Regions from separate parts of the Danio rerio genome. Here region 2 is linked to region 1. Evidence: chromatin contacts called from public Hi-C data. All regions are on one chromosome and are shown on one strand. The core of a region is the stretch at or near the end of the contact, and the rest is flanking DNA. Distances in the headings are between cores, read along the strand shown. Region 1 holds the start of csnk1db (casein kinase 1, delta b). Region 2 holds the start of cybc1 (cytochrome b-245 chaperone 1).

Region 1 (4,460 bases), core at 1,407-3,906:
ATTTAATATTTTTATTATATTTGTTTTAATATATTGTAATTTTTTCGATTTATTGGAGTTCAGCTGGCAGAGAGTAAAACAAATTACATTTTATATTTAAAAATGGTAATTTTAGTTCTAATAACTAGTTAAAATCTCGTGTTTAGGTATTGATTGGTTTCTGTTTTTCTGAACGGCTCGTTCAGTTACTCTTGGCTCTTGTTGAGCATTGAGCAACACGTGCAAAGACTGTTACGCAATCTGCTGAAAACATTACAGCCATGTGACCGTGTCCTGATTGGTTTCTGCGTGACCGAGCGAACGATCATCCACCAATCAGCAAGCGCGTGGGCGTGTCCAGGGGCCCTGCACACTGCACAGTCCACACACGCTTGAGATGGTACAGGATGTTACTGTTCCACAACTGTCCCACTTCCTCGATTACTACTAAGTATTTACCTCGCCGTGTTTTAGGGCTCGAGACAGAGGCTTGTCCGATCAGTGGACAGTCAGCTCGACACACATAAGAGCAGATGGAGCCCGTCTGTGACGCACTGTGTTAAGTTCTTAAGCCTTCTGTTTTTCCAAAACATTCACGATTTGAAACTGTAGGTCTGCCTTTTGTCTGATGGAAATTTCTTTTTATTATTGACTATTATTGACATGCCCATAAATACTGCATTATTTAATTATTATTCAATATTTGCACAATTAAAATTGCACATATTCATTGCACTACGCTGCACTAATTCATCTTGAATTGTACATGCTCGCTGTATATACACTTTTAATTATGTTCTTATCTATCTGCATAACTCTGTTTATTAATAGCAACCTGTACATATTGTAAATTTATGGAAAATCTCTTCATAGTTAATACAACCTGTATTTAATGCTCATAGTACATCCATCTGAAATATCACCATAGTTTTTCTGTAATTGCACTTTTTAACTTACACAGTGCTCAGCATATATAAGACCCCTCACAAATCTATCTTTTAAACTCATATTTTCTATAGGAAGCTATACAATATTATATTTGTGTATATACATTAGTTTAGTCAGCACTGAAGCCAAATCTGGAGCTTATCTAACAAAATAACTTATAAGGGTCCAAAAACTAGTACAGCCACATTTATATGTTATAAAAAAAATTAAATACAAAATTAAAAAAAGGAAAAATCAAGAGAAGCAAAATATTCAAATATTTAGTTGATATTTTGTTGTTTGTAATTTTATTTGCAATATTTTGCTAGAATCTAATTGTGTTATCTTTCAGTTTCTAAATATGTTAGGTGACTAAAATATTATTTTAATAAATATATCTTTAATAAATCTGTTTTGTTTAAATGCACCAAAATACCTTGCATATATTCACTGAGAAATGGATAAAAATATTCATTTTTAAAATAAAGGGTACTCAATTATGCTGAGCAATGTACCTATTTCCTGCACTTGCTGCTGTTGCACTCCTGGTTAGCCCTAAACTGCATTTCATTGCCCTGTACTGGTACATGTCTAATCACAATAAAGTTGAATCTAATCTAATCTATTATTATTTAACTCATTATAAATACTTTGAAAATAATGTATTGAAAAAAGTTTAAATAATTTCAGAATTTTATCAGACCCTTAGTGTAAAAACTACCTTATGTACAGTTACATTTCTGCAGATTTCACAGTGGTTATTATATATTAAATTATAAGTTTAAAATAAAATTGAGTATTGTTAGGTTAGGTCATTTGTTTGACCCAATTATGTGAAGCCGAATATCTATTTTTTGAATAATACAAATAATTGTATTAATAATTATTTTTATTAGTAGTGGTAGTATTTCATTTGTTTTGAAGAATAAAAAACTTTATGATGTAAGCTGGTGTTTCTCAACCAGCTGGTGGACCACCAACACTGCATGTTTTGGATGTCTCCTTTGTCTGTCACACCCATTACACATCTTTCAGTCTCTGCTAATGAGCCAATGATCTGAATTAGGTGTGTTTGGTTAAGGGGACTAGAAAATTGTGCAAAGTTGGTGGTCCTCCTGGAACGTGGTGTAAGCTGAGTGGAAAGCTAATTAAAATAATTTTAGGTGTTTATTATTGAGTCCAATAATTAAATAGTTTGGAATTTTCTGTTATTATAATTCTGTTTGTTTTTATCTGGTTAATGCCAATAGTACATGTATACACAATATAATGCATATGGTAAATACAAGTTTATAGACTTTGATTTTATTTTATGATTACTTTTTATTATTTTTGTACTGGTATATCGATTTAATGATTTGGACATATTACAACAATATTGTACATGTTAGATAAATTAAATGTGCAAAACTGTCTAATTAGCGTGACAAATCCATGAATGTATTAAAATAAATACCAGTTACTTCACATTTATCACAGTCTTTGGTTTATACCTATACGCGTTCACACAACTCAGCATCATTGTTCTGTACTCACCCATGGTACATTAGTAAATTAGATTTAACTAATGTAAAGATGTCCAAAAATAATGAATTAATTGTTGTTCGAGACAGTTAATGAGACTGACCTAATGAAACTTATCCAGCGTTTCTCCCACGTGACTGTGCCAAGCGAGCGAGGCGTTGCCAATGGGAAGTGACGTCACAGCGCTACGTTCGTGTTCACCACAGGAGATACGAGGCCCGTGACAGCTCCTGCGACGCGGGTCCGCTTGTAAAATCCACCTCCATCTTCACCATCCTTGGGGAAAACGATGACCAAACCTACGGGAGCATAATCTACAGAGTCTAAGCTTTCACCTGATCTAAAAATTGTGACATTTCGGACTTTGAAACGTTAAAAAAGGAATGGTGAAACGTGAACTCCGTCAGAAGAATCCGGATTTTCCTCAGGGATTCGGGGGGGTTGGGGTCGCATAAAGATATTTAGGATTGTAGCAGTTAAATAACGGGTTACATTTGTTTGTGTAAAGTCGAATTTAAGTGCTGACATCGTCTGGTTAAATAGAAATTACCTTGATATTCAATCCAGCGACTCGCTCGGCGGAAACCGATAAACAGCAATGGAGCTACGAGTTGGAAACAGATACAGACTGGGCAGAAAAATTGGAAGTGGATCGTTTGGTGACATTTATTTAGGTACGTATGAACCAAAACACTCATACAAATGTTGTCATAAAACTGTCAATAATACGACACGGCTAATATGCTGTAATGTTTTATATCTATTTACCAGCTGTAACTGTCACAGCCGTATTTCCAAATATTGACCCGTTATAGTTTGTCTAGTATAAACAATCGTGTTTTATAACCCTGACAAGAACGTATTTCAGAGTTTAAGAAGTTTTGGGGTTCATAAACTTAACGTCCATTTGAAAGAAGCTCATATAACGTTAGTGAATGTTTGACACTTCATGGTTTTACATTTGACCGTTATATTATGGTTTTGACATCAAACTTTGATGTGAGAGATATGACACATCACAATAATTGATGTAACGTTACATCGAGTTATTTCACTGGGTGTTCATTTCCAAACGGGACCTCCCTTGTGTGTAAACTCTGAATGAATCTTACCTGTCCACACAGGTTTTACTGAAAACCTGAACCACCCTAAAGGCCAAACCTGACTTGGTGATTCAGCCTCTAATGGATATTCAACCAAGACTGGTCGATGCAGTTGTTATGATCATACTATCAGAGATCTGTAGGATTCATGCTGTCTAGTTGTCTTGATCACAGGGTCATGGTGCATTTAATGAAACCATTTTGACTGATGGATCTTTCATGGAGCAACAGTCAGGAACCTAAAGAACTCTTTATTTACATGCTAAATGGCTTTCATGCTTGAAAGCATCAGTATCACAAAAAATAAAGATAAGATTTAATTAGTTTATATCCCACATTTATGAGTTTTATTTCTCAGTTGTCTTCTATACTTTTGAGAGCACAATAATGACATTATTTTAAACTTCATTTACAGAAGATGATCAATAAATTTTCATTCCGTGTAGAGTTGTCGCGATACCATTAAAATACGTGTTACGATACTATACGTTACCAGCTAGGCATGGGTTGGTATATGATTCTTGACGGTATGATAACCTTGGATATAAATATCAAGGTATTGTTATTACTGCTCTAAAATATGTTCTTTTTGAAATCTCTGGGTAATAAACAAACTTTTTTCCCTTTGTAAACACTATATTTAATTTTTTTTTAAACATTTATAATATTTTAGAGCTGTAAACATGTCAGGCTAAATAATTCAAATGAATCATTAGCTTTAGCTGTCTTCATTAGTTTCAAAAACAGAAAAAAAAATGAAATGTCTTTACAATTTAAAATGACATCTTTGGATATTTTTTCTGCTGAAGATATTGTTGTCCAAAAAAAAACAAGCAAAAAATAAATGTAAATAAAAAATCGTACACGTACCTTATGAATGGTATAACAGAATTTTTTTTTTTTTATCGGTTTTAAAACCTTGACTTT
Region 2 (4,542 bases), core at 294-2,793, 140 kb after region 1:
TGTGCGTTTACTACAGTCAATACTATTCTTGCATGTTGCGCTGCTAACTCTAATGGAGTCATAAACGCACACCCTGCTAACCTGACACATAAGAGAAGTTATTTGCAAACTGTTTTTATTTAGTCTTTTGTTATGCAAAAGTGTTTTTGGAGCTTCATATGATTACAGTTGAACCACTGAAGTGACATGGAATGTTTGGACCATGTTTTTGGCTCCTTTTCTAGACTTTGAACATCTTGTTGAACATCTATGGAGGATGAGTGTGCCGTTAGTTTCATCTAAAACATCTTCATTTGTGTTCAATTTCCTTCGGCTTAGTCTCCAATTTATCAGAGGTCGCCACAGCGGAATGAACCACCAACTATTCCAGCATATGTTTTACATAGCGGATGCCCTTTAAGTCGCAACCCAGTAATGGGAAACACCTATACACTCTCATACACTAATATCCAATTCACCTATAGCACATGACTTTGGATTGTGGGGGCGCACCCGGGGGAAACCCATACCAACACGGAGAGAACATGCTTACTCCATACAGAAATGCCAACAGACCCAGCCGGGACTCAAACCAGCGATCTTCTTGCTGTAAGGCGACAGTGCTACCGTGCAACCTTCATTTGCGTTCAATTAAATTGTGGCATTAGAATGACTCAAATGCGAGTAATTCATAACATAATATAACTAACCCTTTAAAGCCATTCAAACAAGCGGTCTAAATCTCGGTATAGGACAGGTGCACCTAATAAAGTGGCCAGTGAGTAAATTTCAAATATAAAGATGGATAAAGCATGTATAAAACAACTCCCCACCTCCCATTCCTCCATATTCTGCAAGGCTACAAAAAAGCAGCCCGTCACGTAGAACATCTTCCACAATATGCTGTCTACAACAAAAGGAAACAGATAAATGAGCAGCACAGATCAACAATAATTCTTCCTATTTCTGCTTTATTCACTTCCAGGGTAATCACACATTGAGGAAACGCTTCTCACCAGAGCTGTAATAGGCTGCTGCCAGTCCAACTGAAGCTATTCCTGTCAAAAGAGGAAGGAGGGAGACGTTTAAAGATATTTGCACGTTCAACTCTACATAATTCAGTTTTCAGTTTTCTCATACCAACAAGGATGGACCAAGATCTGATTCCAGGAGATCTCTTCAAATGAAGAAGCTCAGATGTGTGTTTTTCTACAATCATATAGCCCATCTGTTAGAACACAAACACAAAGATGTTAATAATAGGTGCTTTTGGGCATTTCCTGTAGCATCACAATAATCATAACATGCTAGAACAGGCTTAGTAAACAAAACACAAAAGTGTATCATGAACAGTGAGTTACAGAATATGAAATATTAATAACAAGCACAAAGACAACACCCTAACGTGATCACAGATCTCCTGTTATTAACTGACAGCACGTGAAAGTATCTGACATCACTTACCTCGTTGCTTTGCTTTCTCTCTTTAAATAAATGAATCTAATTGATTTCAATATTTATTTAATCTTAAATGTAGACATTTGCAACGGAAAACTCTTGAAAAACAGATTAAGGAAATAAAATGTGTAGCTCACAAAACGAACTCAACCCCGCCTTCTGATGACGTTAACTTCCGCCTGCGTTCCGATTGGATAAACCTATTAAAGGACCCGCCTTCTGTATTTTGACGCCTCCTTCCTCTACACGATTATGAATATATTGTAAGTTCAGAGAGAGCGTGAGTTGTGGCACGTGCATAATCTAAAACATAGCATCGAATTAAGCGATAGATTGAATACTATATTAAGCAAGTTGAAAATTGCTATTAATTCAACCCGTTTTAGCACCAATTCTATGTCCTCAAATCTTCTAACTATATCAAATCATTTTATATGCGGTTACATGACATTGGTCGGTCCAGGGGGAGTTCACACCAGAGTTGCTGAATCACGCATGCGTATCGATCCATGCGAGTCATTCTTGCAAACCGGTTCTTTCAAACAGTTTGATTCTATGAATCGGTTCTTTTTCAATTAATTCAATGCCACACGAACTAAAGGTACATATTAAAATAGTTTTTGAAAAAGAAAATAAAAAATAGACATTTTACATCAAATTAAATTTAGAGGATTAGATCTTTTGTTTTGTTATTCTAAAAGATTTGCATATGGCTTGAAGCCATTCACAAAATGGGAAAGGTTTGGTTTACAGTGAGCCCACTTTTTCTTATGTATATGGTATTTTCCTAATAACATAAACAAATTAAAAATGTATTGTCCTTTACAATTCAAGTTCTCATTATCAGAATAAGACTATACATCAAATAAACTAATTTCTATCTTATGCTCCATTTTTTTGTTATTAAACAATTCCAAATCTTTCCAAAAATATTAAGAATCGATTCAAAGAAACAAATCAAATGGTTTTTACGTCATAACAAATTTATAACGTTGTGTAATCAATCATATTGTATAATGATACTATTAAAATATGAACAATATGCTTATTGAATTTTTTTAATCAGCTCATGTTTTGAGGCAAAATAAATCGCCTCATTTTAAAAAGAAAACGTTATTCAGTCTTTCAGTTACTCAATTTTCGATTTAAACATTATTAACCTGCATAGTTAACCCTAATCCGGATCACAGCGAGTATTGGAGGTTTTTCATTATTTAATCTATATTATTTTTTCGATTTATGACAAACCAGGCGTCATAAGTCATCATAAGAAGTCATAAGACTGAGCTCACAGTTGATCGTTTATGAAAGAGACGATTCGGTGATTCACTGAGTCGGTGACTCACAAACGGTTGATTTGGTTGATAAGATCCGACTCATAAGGACGATTCATTCACGAATCGGACACCGCTAAAGGACAATGGAGACGGATACGCTGGTGCGAAGCCGAGACGCGATCCTTCTACCGAGAATGTGGCCCTTTGGGATTATTCAGAGTTGTGAAACGTTTGACCAGAGGAACATTAGCGTTTTATGACCGCAGTGCGCCGTTCTCTGATGACCAGCTCGAGCTTTTAAGTGTCAATAGGAGAGGAGAAGTTCCTGCTGCTGTGCTCTGCTGTGTCTTCTGGGTTTCCCCTGAACAATAAGGACTTCATATGATTTTTTTAACGTGAGTTACGAGGCCTGTTTCTGTTTTGTTACTGTTTGTGGCTTATTTCAGTTCTCAGTGATTCTGCAGTGTTGGGTTATGGTACAGGTTGTTGTGTAAATGCCACGGGTTATCTGAGGAAACCGAAGTTCTTGTTCTCTGTCATTTATATATCACCCTTTGGTGAGAAGATGAATGTAATCCAACTGCTAAACCCGTCATTATGTACAAAAGCATGAAAATCCCCAAAACAGCAATTGGGTGAAACTGAATAGCGCACATCATGGGAACCTTAAATTATCACCTTTCCTTTAAATTGGTGCTTGTGTCAATATTTGAGGTTTATAGTTGGCTTTACTGTAACTCTATTTTAATTCTAACCCCCTCTTCATGATTAATATGTGTTTTTGGGGTCACATAACACCCATAATGCTCTATAAAACCAGAAAGCGTCTGTTAACTTTCACTCACAGGAATTATTTATGGCACTGAATGTTTCAGAGTCTCCCATTACAATGTCTGAAGTCAAAATTGGACGGAAGAAAGAAAAGTGTGAGAACTGCACAAAACAGGTAATATTCTTATTTATTATTTCACACTACTCTTTAATAATGTAATAAAGCCATGATTCACCATGAAGTCTTAACTACTCACCCTCAGGCCTAAGATCTTCTTTTCTTTGGTCAAATTTTAAGGATCATTTCTAGTTGAAACTACATTTCTTTAATGATTATAAAATTAAGTCAATGTTTCCAGCACTTGTATCTGCATTGAGGTCTTTAAAGCCAAATAATCAGTCTGCAAGAAACGGAACATTTTTTACAATGTTATTACGTTTATCGCTCTATGGAGCCAGATCAGTCTCAAAAATAATACATTTACAAAATAAAATTCATACAGACACAGCACATTTCACATTTACAAAATCTACAGTAATTTGAAAACTCAAAACACATTTCATAAATGCAAAACACAATGTGTGAATTCACAAGAAAATAATAAATATTTTCGCGAAATGAATAGGATTTGTGTATTTATGAATTGTGTTTTGATTTTATGAATTGGATTTGTGTATTTATGAATACTGTTTTGAATTTATAAATTGGATTTGTGTACGTTTGAATCCTGTTTTAAATTTACTAATTAGGTTTGTGTATTTATAAAATGCGTTTTTAATTTATAAATTGGATTTTTGTATTTATAAATCGTGTTTTGAATTTACAAATGAGATTTGTGTGTTTTTGAATCATGTTTTTAATTTACAAATTGTATTTGTGTTTTTGAATCGTATTTTGAATTTACAAATTGGATTTGTGTATTTTTGAATCGTGTTTTAAATTTACGAGTTGGATTTGTGTATTTATTAGGGGTGTAACGATTTATCGTTGTACGATTTATTGCGATGCAAAAATGTCTCGATATGCATCGTGGCGTTATGACGATTTGAATACGAT

The links. A called contact is a pair of places that touch in the nucleus more often than the background predicts.
Region 2: a Hi-C map of hematopoietic stem cells shows a contact between it and region 1, with 3 times the contacts expected there. The contact joins the promoter of cybc1 here to the promoter of csnk1db in region 1. A contact is called at or near these places in 2 of 18 Hi-C or Micro-C datasets (hematopoietic stem cells and an unstated tissue) and 1 of 4 datasets of contacts at active chromatin or transcription factors (gastrula embryo).

What each region holds. Positions count from the first base shown.
Region 1 is chr12:35,227,602-35,232,061 of GRCz12tu, forward strand. csnk1db (casein kinase 1, delta b) reads left to right here and starts at 2,657. Exons shown (of 10, transcript NM_213250.1): 1 at 2,657-3,104. The coding sequence starts at 3,029.
Region 2 is chr12:35,367,830-35,372,371 of GRCz12tu, forward strand. It overlaps cybc1 (cytochrome b-245 chaperone 1), which reads right to left and starts at 1,544. Exons shown (of 7, transcript NM_001002669.1): 1 at 1,444-1,544; 2 at 1,120-1,207; 3 at 996-1,037; 4 at 813-886. The coding sequence starts at 1,207. It overlaps narf (nuclear prelamin A recognition factor), which reads left to right and starts at 2,861. Exons shown (of 12, transcript NM_001002342.1): 1 at 2,861-3,109; 2 at 3,590-3,660. The coding sequence starts at 3,604.